Regions from separate parts of the Zea mays genome. Here region 2 is linked to region 1. A link is a contact called in public Hi-C data. All regions are on one chromosome and are shown on one strand. The core of a region is the stretch at or near the end of the contact, and the rest is flanking DNA. Distances in the headings are between cores, read along the strand shown. Region 1 holds the start of LOC103629637. Region 2 has its middle 63 kb from the start of LOC100278741.

Region 1 (5,269 bases), core at 1,730-4,229:
CCACGCTGCTTGTAACCAAATATGAGGTCAATCCAGTTATGCAGATTAGAGCTCACATATTCACTTTCAAGGGCTTCTCTGTTGATGTGGATGAATTCTTCAGGCGATCCCTACAGTTTTGTATGTATTAATCATATAGCAGAAGGAAAATTTGAGATGAGATACGAAATGTAACATGTTGTGAAAGCTAGCACATCATCACCTTCAAGCTATGAAGCTGGGCTATATAACAGTTTGCAAAAGTTATTCTTTGCAATGGTAAACTTATTAGGATTGAATTTGCGAACTAAAGATGGCCAAAGCCAGAATATAAAGAAAACATTATGTGAAGCAAATTAGCCGGGGATGTTTGAGAATCTATTTTATATTCAGAAAGCTAGATATACCCTCTGTATCTGAGAACAGTACATGTTTTTACTAACACAGTTGCACCGCTAAATTAAGTGTCATTAGAAAAGCAACAGAACTATCCTGGTCAATCCATTCTCAATAAAAGAATTATGACAAATATAACTAACAACAAGAGGAACTATTACCTTTGCCCATGGAGGGAGAGCAACATCGCCTATAGGTTCCCCATCCTGCTTGACACCAAGATGATATGAATTTGAATTTTCAAGAAACTCAGGCATGTAAAAGAATTCTGGAATAAGCTCTTTGACGTCACTTGTATTTGATAAGCTATTTATGTAAGCGCTCTCAATGCTTTGGAACAAACGATCTGCATGGTCAAACTTGCCACCCTGCACAAGTGTCAGACAGGCATAAATGTAAATAATATGACAAGATCCCTTATTTTGAACTGTGGTGAAATACGACAAGAGAAATTATGTATCGACAAATTCGTGAATAGTGTTTTGAAAATAATAGCTATGTGCTTGAATTTTAAGGAAGCAATGATAAATATTTCCATAATGAGTTAAGTGACAACCTGAAAATTTAGATGCAGAGTTGTAAATGGCTCAAGCCTAAGCATGTAATGAAGAACGATTCCCATGCTAGAGTAGTGAGATCCGTAATAAAAACTGCAGGAAACAAACATGGCTGTTATTGCAAAAAGAGTAAACTAAAAAAGGAGAACACTAACAAATGAATAAAGGTTCAACCTTGGTATATCAGGGTCACAGAAACTAAGATATCTATCTTCAAAAACCTGCCCAATAATGCATTACTAACGTGAAGTTATGATAAGGTGATGATAGCCTACAATTACAAATAAGTACACAATAGTAGCTGCACCTTGAAGCGGTTTTCATCCAACGCACCAACTGGTTTTGAAAGATCCCTGAAAGTCGATGACTTGTTGAAATCAAGCTTTTCAGAGGTGTAATCAGCCAATACCCATGGAAATATAGGATACTGAGTTAAGTCATTGTAAGATCTTCCAGCAAGGGTATTTAAAATCACAAGATACTCAAAGTTACTGATTTCCCTCCTTTTCCATCTTTCCCTGGCATTCTCAGCCATTTCAAGTCCAACTCGCCTGTCCACGAATGAAATGATATTATTTTTGTCTTTGGTACTTCCTTTAGGGAACAAAGCTTCATTCCTAAGAGAAACTAACAAAGTCCCAGCATTTTTAGTATCCTTTTGGGAAGAAAAGTTTAAAAATATAGGTGCAGTTGAATCATCAAAGAAGATCTCCATTGCAGTATATTGCAGTAGGTAGCGTGTCCAATGAACTCCTTTTATCTGTAAACATGTATGGAAGGAGATTAAGAGAGTGAGCAAGTGAGAGGAAAGACTAGGGGAGAGAGATACCTTAGTTATGTTCCACCTTTTGTGACGTTTGATCTTGTTAGACTGGTTTTGCATCAAAACACCATTGGTTTCAATCATACTGTCTCGGCATCCGTCAAGTCTGTCCACACCTCCCAGCTCGTTCTTGCAGTCTGAATCTTTTTTGTCTTTAAACTTGCTAAAAACAGATGATCCTCCAGTTCCTTCAACCAAAAATTCAAAAGAAAAATGCATGACAGTTCGTGTGATATCCAGTTGTCCTGCTAATTTTCGCTTTGGGGTAACAAAAACACAACGAACTGAACATAGCACCTGCAAAATGGACAATGACCAGAAATCAACAATCGTTTTCTGCTTTCAGATGAAATGTATACTAAAGCTTTTTCTTTACCTTTGTATAATCATTATCTCCATTAGTAGATGATGGCTCTTTCTTATAATGTGCAGAAGCATGATGATCAGAGGTATCTGCAGCATTATTAAGGTTTTGGCTCTCTGAAGGATTACTCTGGGAAGATTCACTCGCGTCATTAGTGTCTTCAAATTGTTCGTAACTACTATCCTCTGTGATTCCCCGCACTCCTTTAACAAGGAATTGCTTCATTTTCTGAGTAATTTTGGCACTAATGTACAGCTGGTCAGCTAAAGTTGCTGTACTTTCATTCCTTGACTGTGAAGGCTGACATAATCGTTCATCAAATTTGTAATTACGTTTGAACTTGAACCGCCGCCTCCATCTATCCTCTGTCTTGTCAAGTTTCCAGTGAGTCACAACATCATTTGGAAAAGGGTTAGCAGACCATGGTCCTCTCTCATCCATCAGAGCACGGGAAATATGTATCCACTTATCCTGATACAGAAAGCAAATAGTTATCTCCCCCCTAAGAAAAGCAAGTAGTTACTGCATGACAAATTTTCTCCTTAACAAGCATTTGCGTTGGTTGAATTAAAGAAAGACTCGGTTACCCTGATAATTTGCTGATCCTCGCGGAAAGCAAGTTGACAAGCTGTCTTTCTATTGTCATCCGCTGAAAGCACAGCAGTAATAGTTAAATGTATCTCATCTTCAATGGCCTGCGCTAGCTTTATCTCCGTAGCAGAACACTCGTTAAGCTTCATGCGAAGATCCTGCAGCTTCTTTAAACGATCAGCCTGAACAGCCTTCATGTGCTTAACCTCATTAGCAGCCTGTACACCAATAAAGCTGATCATTGTGAAGGTATAATAGTTAAGGGTGCTTGTGTAATCTTCTGGGCTAGGGTTTTTCTCCTGTATCCCTCGTATACTCTATATATGGTCCTATTGGGGGGGTCTTAATTTTTGCCAACTTTACGAAATTCACTTAACCATCAGTCATTGACAGCTCAATCACTGACATTGTATTTTATATGTCACTGGCAAAAGGTTAATTTTTCCCGACCCTTCCCTCTGCTGCTCTGCCCCCGGGAAGATCAAACTCTGGTCCTAGGGGCGGCCTCGTCAATCTTCGACTTTTGTTTTCAGTCGCGTCTAGTCGTTATGCAGGAGCAGTCAAGCTGGTGTCATGGAGTCCGCACACGGGAATTCGTCGTCCGCGCACCCGTCCGTCAGACGAAGGGGAATCTCCGCGCCGCCGGTTAGAGGAGTTCGCGTGCCGTCCACGGCGCGCACCGTCCGTCGTGGGAGCCTGTCGTCACAGTTCCCATTGGAATCGACGCAGAGCCGTATGTCTTCGTCTTTGTCGTCTTCGCGCGAACATGTGTTTGCTTGTTCGGGATCTGAGCGTCGTCGCGGCGCTCGTCTGCCCATCTCCGCACCCATCCCCGCTAGTCCCTGCTGTCCGCAGGGCCGTCACCCGTACACGCGGCCGGCGGAGCTGTTGTCTGTCGCCCTGTCCGAATTCAGGGGCGGAAGGAGGGAAGGTACCGACCGACCGTCCGTCTCCATCCATCTTCAGGAGCGGAATGGACGTCCGACCACCGCAATCCCCATCTGTGCGGTCAGAGGTGTGCACACATTGGTGCTCTGTGTTTTCTGCCACCTGCTGCTATGGCCTATGGCTGGTGGTCTGCTATGCTGTTCGACTAGACCACTTGGGATCCTCCGTGTGGGTGGTGGTTTCTCCTGTTTAACTATGCACCTCTGGTGGATTTCTCTCTTGTGTCGTCTCTTTCGCTCATCCTATTGAGGCTCTTTTTTTATTTAATTTCATTGCATCAGTCCATTCCAGTTCTACACGCTACAGTTTGTCCATGCGGAGCGGAGTCTATAAATTTATTGTCAAAGCAGTTAACTTTTATTCTTTTTCTTTGGTTAGCTGAGCTCATCTATTTAAATAATCATTATTGATGTGATTACGGGTCGGGTTTAGGTTTTATGACTTCATTTCTAGTACCTTTTACTTTTAGCACCTATTAGCATTCTCGTTTGGATCTCTAAGTGCTAAAGTTTACTAAAAGTGTACTACAAAACTTTAGCACCGTAGATCCAAACAGGTCCTACGTCCTCTTGTCTCTTTCCTAGCTATTTTGTTACAACGACCGTCTATTTATCGTCATCACCATTCTATGAGAGAGTTTGTTTCAGCTTAAAATTGGATTCTAGCCGCCAGAAGCAGCTTTTGGCAGCTAAACGCTCCACTCAGTCCGCTTATGTGAGAATCGCTTTGGTGAAAATCGTTTAATCAACATGAACCTAGAATCTGTCGCACGATGGAAGGAATACGTCCCTTTCTAAACTCTAAACCTTATAGACCACTTCATCTTCCTCCGCACGTAAACCTCACGATATTCAAATTCTCCCCACACCTAGATTCTCTAGGAATCTAGATTCTAAAAAAATTGTTATAAAAAGCTGAACCAAATAGGCTCTATATCACTGCATGTTGTCTTGCAGGAGTGATATCTCTGTTCTTCCTTTAACTTGATTTGATACATATCTTTATTCTTGTAGAGGCCAGAGTTTTCAAAGCAAAGTTCATAGTTGAAGACTTGAAGTACTATTCTATGAAGGTTTGAGGTATTTGCTGAAGTACTGTGTCGTGAAATCATTACCTTCTTGTAGAGATCATTTTCTACATCAACATTTTTTTAAGAGTTATATGGTTCAACGGCATCTTTGATTTTGGATGTACTTCGTTTCTTTTATATTTTTTTAAGTCTAGTGTATAGTATCAACTCTCCAAATACAATGACATTGCATTCATGTTGCATTTGAGAGAGGGTGTTAAAGTATAATAATTGTCAAGGATATCAGTGTAATATTCTAATCTAGGTTGTGTCTCATGTATCCCTCATTACTCTTTACATAGTCCTTATTTGGTATCAATACTATTATCCAATTGGGTCTTTTTTATTTGTTACAATCATCATTTTTTTTTCTCAAATATGCAGGAGAGCTGCATATCATTATATTTAAGAAGAAAGTTGGGCCGAAGCCCTTACAAGCCATGACATTGAGGTTTAAACCCCTCAAAACAGTAAACAAACCTTGAACTGCCTTAGGAAAAAAACAGAAATTAGCCGTGAGGAAGATTAGCTGCTAGGAAAAT
Region 2 (5,269 bases), core at 1,637-4,136, 90 kb before region 1:
CAGACGAAAGTCATGAAGGACAAACCTTCATCATCGCAGTGTATATTAATGAAAGAAGAAGCATATGAAATATGAAAAACAACATGAATAATCATATCGCATTATTAATATCTATATTCTTTTGATTATCATGGATAAATAGGAATAATATTGAATTACATTTATACCTTCGGCTTGACAGAAGGTAAAAGTCCAAGCGTGACGCACGAGCAAATACAAGTTAGCATGAACAGTACGGGGGTACTGTTCACCTATTTATAGGCACGGGACACAGCCTGGTCAGAATTACATTTATGCCCCTGATGACTAGTTACAATCATGACACAAATCATCATGGACCGAACAGTCTTTTCCTCCTTAAGTCGGTGCAGCCCTTCGTCTCAAGGCATGTCGCTATGCCGAAGCTTTCTGGATAGTAGCTTTAGCGTGTACCTTCGTCCTGTGTTTGATTATACGCTGATCTTTCGAAGGTGCTTCTTCTCAAAGGACCTTCGGCGACGAAAAAGGACCTTCGGCGACAAAGCAGGCCCCTAACAGTCATCAACATCCTCACCTGGCTTGAAGGCCAGGTTCTCCCACTCCTTGCGAAGTGTCTGCAGTGTGGTCTTGCGGGCACGGTTGCTGCCAATGCGGGTCGCAGCGATGGCGTCCCAGGCCTCCTTGGCAGTCCGCTTCTGGGAAAGCGAAAACTGCATCTCGGGCGGGGCTACAGCAATGAGGGCATCCAGCGCTCGTCAATCTTCGTGGCAGCCGGCGTCGCCGTCCCGAATTGCTTCCCACTGTGGCGAACCTGGAGTCGTACCCTCATCACCGCGGCCCACTCGACGTAGTTGGTCTTGGTGAGGGTAGGCCACCCACCGCCGGGACCGATGTCCCTGACAATGGCCTGGGCCATGCGACGACCATGGTACCGATCCGGGGAGGAAGAGCCGTGCCGCTTGTAGAGGCCGCGATCTCCGTCGACTCGGTCGCCGCCGCCGGGAGCACCGTCGGCGTGTCTACGCTCGTCTGGGCTGTAGCCGCGTGCACCCTCGCCCGGAGCGCCGTCGGCGCGCCGACGCCTATTTGGGCTGTCGCCACGTGCGCCCCATAGGGATGCGCGGCTGCCCACTGTGCCGCCTGCTCTCGCGCTGCTTCCCTCGCCAGCCTGAGCCCTTCGTCGGTGTTGTCGTCGACAGAAGCAGAGCTGCTGGCTCTACTGCCGCGCAGAGTCTCAAGCTCTGCTGCCACCGCATGTGCAGCATCCGCCACCTCCGCTGCCAGTCGTGCTGCCCTCGCCGCTGTCGCTGCAACCGCTGCTGCCAGTTCCGCCGCCGCCAGTCGTGCTGCCCTCGCCGCTGTCGCTGCAACCGCTGCTGCTGCTCGCTCGCGTTCTTGTGCTGCGGCGACCTCGGCCTCCTGCTGGCGCCGCGCACTCGAAGTGACCGAGCGTAGGGACATGGTGGGCTAGTGAGGGGTCACTACGTGTGGAAGAGGCTGTCTCAGACGAAAGGCTGCTCATCTGAGCAGGAGAGGAAGGAACAATTGGAGCTTTTGTTGGCGACTGAGTGTGGGGAGAGGCATGGGAAGGAGATGAGCTATTTAGGCTGCAGGATAGTTTGGCTCTGATACCAATTGTAAGTCTTACTCTCATCAAGAGGATGACACTATGAGTTGGAGCAATTTTCTGTTTATTTCTTCAAATACTACACAATGCTATGTCTTTCTAAGGGTTGAGATACATACTTATAGCCCAAGGAGCTGCCGAAGTATCGAGCATATGCTCCTAAGATGTTGTCCTATACTATAACTACACTAGATGCTGTCCTACACCTTTACGAAAGCAGATGCTAACTGTTGTCCACACCACACTGCAGCAAAGACTGCCGCTATCCATACTGCAGCAAAGACCAAAGGACTGTTGTCCTGTAGCAAGGACCAACAGACTGCAGGACTGCTGTCCTGTAGCAAAGACTAGAAAACTGCAGGGCTGCTGTCCTGTAGCAAAGATCAAAGAAACTGCAGGGCTGCTGTCCTGTAGCAAAGACCAAAGAAACTGCAGGACTGTTGTCCTGTAGCAAAGACCAAAAAGACTGCTGTTGTCCTTCCCACAAACCACGAGACTTATTCTAAGAAGTAGGGGCTGAAATTTTGTGAGCCAAAAAATCTTTGTATCAAAGAAACTTCCCTTTCCAAAAAAAAAAGAAAAAGAAAAAAAAGAAGCACTACATCTGCCGTCAATTTTAGTAAATAGATGACAGCGTAGTGTCGCCCTCAAGCTGGCGATGGATCCCGGCGGTGGCGGCCACCGTGGCGAGCTTGTTCTTGCGGCCTTCCAGGAACCACTGGAGCGACTTCTTGAACGATAGGCTCGGCCCGGCGCCACCGCCGCCGTCGTCGCCCCCTCTCCTGGTCCTGGCATCCTCCTCCTCCACGGCCCTCTGCGCCGCGCGCACGATCGCTCTCGCCTGCTCCTTGGTGGTCTTCTCCGGCGCCGGTGGCGTGCCCCCGCCCGCGGTTGCCGCCGCGACGCCCCTCTGCATTGTTCGGCCTTGATCGACCGACCGCGCGCGGACCTCCCTGACACGCCTCTGCGCTGCGCTCCCTGATCGACCGGAAGAATTCAGAGAGAAGCTAGGATATGATGCGGCGGTGGAATGGAACGAAGAGGTGAAAGTGAGGCGAGATAGGAGAGCCGGCCGGCGTGGTCTTAAACCCGGCGGCGGCGGGGCTCCCCGCCCCCGCTTGATGATTGGGTTGGCACGCAACGCACGTGCGCGTTGCTCGATCTCTCCTATGTTTGGTGTGCTCCTCGTATCTTCTTTTTGCATGCATGCATGGAGCATGGTTGAGACAGCCACTTCCACTTACCGGCTTTGGCAAGTCACGTCTCTGTCAGCTCGGTCCCACTCCCACATGCAAAAACCGGCAGTTAGCTAGAGCTAGCTACCCTGCTGGGACTACGTGCTGGCTTACCAAATCGTAAGTTAGAGCGGGCACGTGGAGCACGTGGGCAGCAACATTGCTGCTGATGGTTTGACTTTGTTTGATCCAAAAGAAAAGCTTTTGGTTGGCCTGATTCCTCGCATTATCAACACATTCAACAGAGGCTGTGCTTATTTGCAACACGCGCCGATGACACCATCTTTCTGCTCCAAGATAACTTGGAATATATGCAAGGAATTTACAATATTCATCTTAATCTTGTTTGAGCGGATGTCTGGATTAAAAATTAATTTCCAAAAAAATGAGGTTTACTGTTTTTGGAAGGGCCATTGATAAGAAAGACATTTATGCAGATATCTTTACCTCCCCGATAAAAAGTTTACCCATGAAGTACTTGGATATCCATATTGATCACAAAAAGCTGATCGCTTCTCAATTGGTTTGAGAAAAAAAATTACGAGTTTTGCAAGCCAAATGTTTAAGCTTAGGTGGAAGGCTGGTTTTTGATAAACGTCAGCTTATCCAACATTCCCTTGTACATGCTTTCCCTCTACCGTGCCTCTCCACTGTGATCAAGAAGATGGACAAATTTAGGAAAAAGAATGATGTGGTGTGGTGGAAAAAACATAAGAAATATCATCTTGCAAACTGGGAGACGATCTGCTCCCCAAAAGATCAAGGTGGCTTGGGGATTCTCGATCTCAGGTGCATGAACATTAGTCTGCTCACCAAGTGGTTGTGGAAATTGGAGAATGGTGAAGGTATGTGGCAAACCATCATCAAAGAGAAATATATGAAAAAAACCGTTGAGATTTGTTAAAAAAAATCATGGCGACTCTCAATTCTGGAAAGGAATTCTAGAAACAAGAGATATCTTCTGTGATAATTGTGTGAAAATGATTGGTGATGGAAAAAAACTCGAGTTTCTGGTTAGATACTTGGTGCGACAACTCTCCTTTTTCTGAGAAATATAGAAGGCTTTATGAGTTATCTTTAGACAAAGAGATAAATGTAAACTCGGTACTGATAAACAATTGCAATTCTTTGACCTTCAGGAGAAGGTTATTCGGGAGAAGTGCTATTGATTTAGAAAATTTGAAAAAAGATTGTGAAAACACTTGTCTTACGAATATTAAGGACAAGGTCGTTTGGATGCTTAAGAAAAAAGATTTCTCTGTTAAATCCTTGTACATCAAAATGAAAAACAGCCTTGAGAGGTTCCCTTGTCTAGTCATATGGAGAGCAAAAATCCCTCATAGAATCAGGGTTTTTTTGTGGATTGTTCTGAAAGATAGAATTCTATCTAAAGCAAACTTAAAAAGAGAAACTGGAAGTGTAACACAGATTGTCTTTGGTGTGGAGAATATGGATCCACTAATCACATCTTATTTGAGTGCTAAGTGGCAAAATTCACCTGGAGAGTGATTCAAATAGCTTTGAACTCTTTAAGCTTCCTGAAAAATGCAAGTGAGATGTTTGGCAACTGGCTTTGTGGTCACAAAAAACGGATAAACATCTTCTGGCTATAGGTTGTAGTGTAGTTTTATGGACTATCTGGAAAATTAGAAATGATATTTGTTTCAATGGGAGAAATATCATGAATGCTGCTAACATCTTCATTCTTTGTTGCTTTTGGCTAAACTCGTGGGTGCTGAATCAGAAAGAGATGCCAAGAAAGAGACTGAAGGAAGGAAGCAGATTAATCCGAAGAATTGCTGATCAAGTCTTCATTCGCTCTTTTGGTTGGGCTCCAGTTGGTCGTCGTATTATGAAATGAATAAGCGCGAAAACACTGAAGCCGGTTGGTCATCTCCGTTTTCCTTCTCAGACTTGTTAGTTGATTAGGATAAAAGAATAGTCATTCCCTACAAATTAGTCTCTAAGGATTGATTTGGTGACAAGGGGATTCCGGGAGGATTGGAGGGGATTGATGGGAGAAATAAACTAATTATTTCTCCCTCAATCCCCTCTAATCCTCCCGGGATCCCGGATCACCAAATCAGCCCTAAGTCTTGTAAGCTCTCAGGATGTAGTCTTTATTATGAACTTCTACCTATTTCTTAATGAAATGGGACCCTTTTCTGTTTAAAAAAACGAGGTGCACGTGGTGAAAAAGATTTAGGAGCGTGCGTGTTTCGGAGTGTTTGAATGCAATAGAGTTAATAATTAGTGATTAAAATTAGCTAGAGACATCCAAACACTCTGACTAATATTTCAGCTATTAGCTATTTTTAGTAAATTAGTTACTAGTTAGCTAGCTATTTGTTAGCTAGTTAGTTTCACTAGCATCTTTTTAGCCAATTAACTATTAGATCTAGTGCATTCAAACACTTTCTCAGTGACT

The links. Hi-C and Micro-C count contacts between places; a contact is called where the count stands out from the background.
Region 2: a Hi-C map of leaf shows a contact between it and region 1, with 4 times the contacts expected there. The contact joins the enhancer-like site here to the promoter of LOC103629637 in region 1. A contact is called at or near these places in 3 of 25 Hi-C or Micro-C datasets (endosperm, leaf and tassel).

What each region holds. Positions count from the first base shown.
Region 1 is chr6:100,800,164-100,805,432 of Zm-B73-REFERENCE-NAM-5.0, reverse strand. It overlaps LOC103629637, which reads left to right and starts at 2,979. Exons shown (of 2, transcript XM_020539322.2): 1 at 2,979-3,725; 2 at 4,672-4,921. The coding sequence starts at 3,284. The coding sequence ends at 4,736. It overlaps LOC103629638 (BEACH domain-containing protein B), which reads right to left. Exons shown (of 40, transcript XM_020539321.3): 29 at 2,707-2,928; 30 at 2,132-2,590; 31 at 1,762-2,052; 32 at 1,240-1,692; 33 at 1,107-1,153; 34 at 932-1,025; 35 at 537-743; 36 at 1-110.
Region 2 is chr6:100,889,823-100,895,091 of Zm-B73-REFERENCE-NAM-5.0, reverse strand. No RefSeq gene overlaps it. Among protein-coding and RNA genes, the nearest start is that of LOC100278741, 63 kb to the left of the region's middle. Within about 2 kb of position 2,886, at least 17 of the 20 cell types and tissues checked have an H3K27ac peak or open chromatin away from gene starts, as enhancers often do. A contact at or near this core is called in endosperm, leaf and tassel, where this site is marked.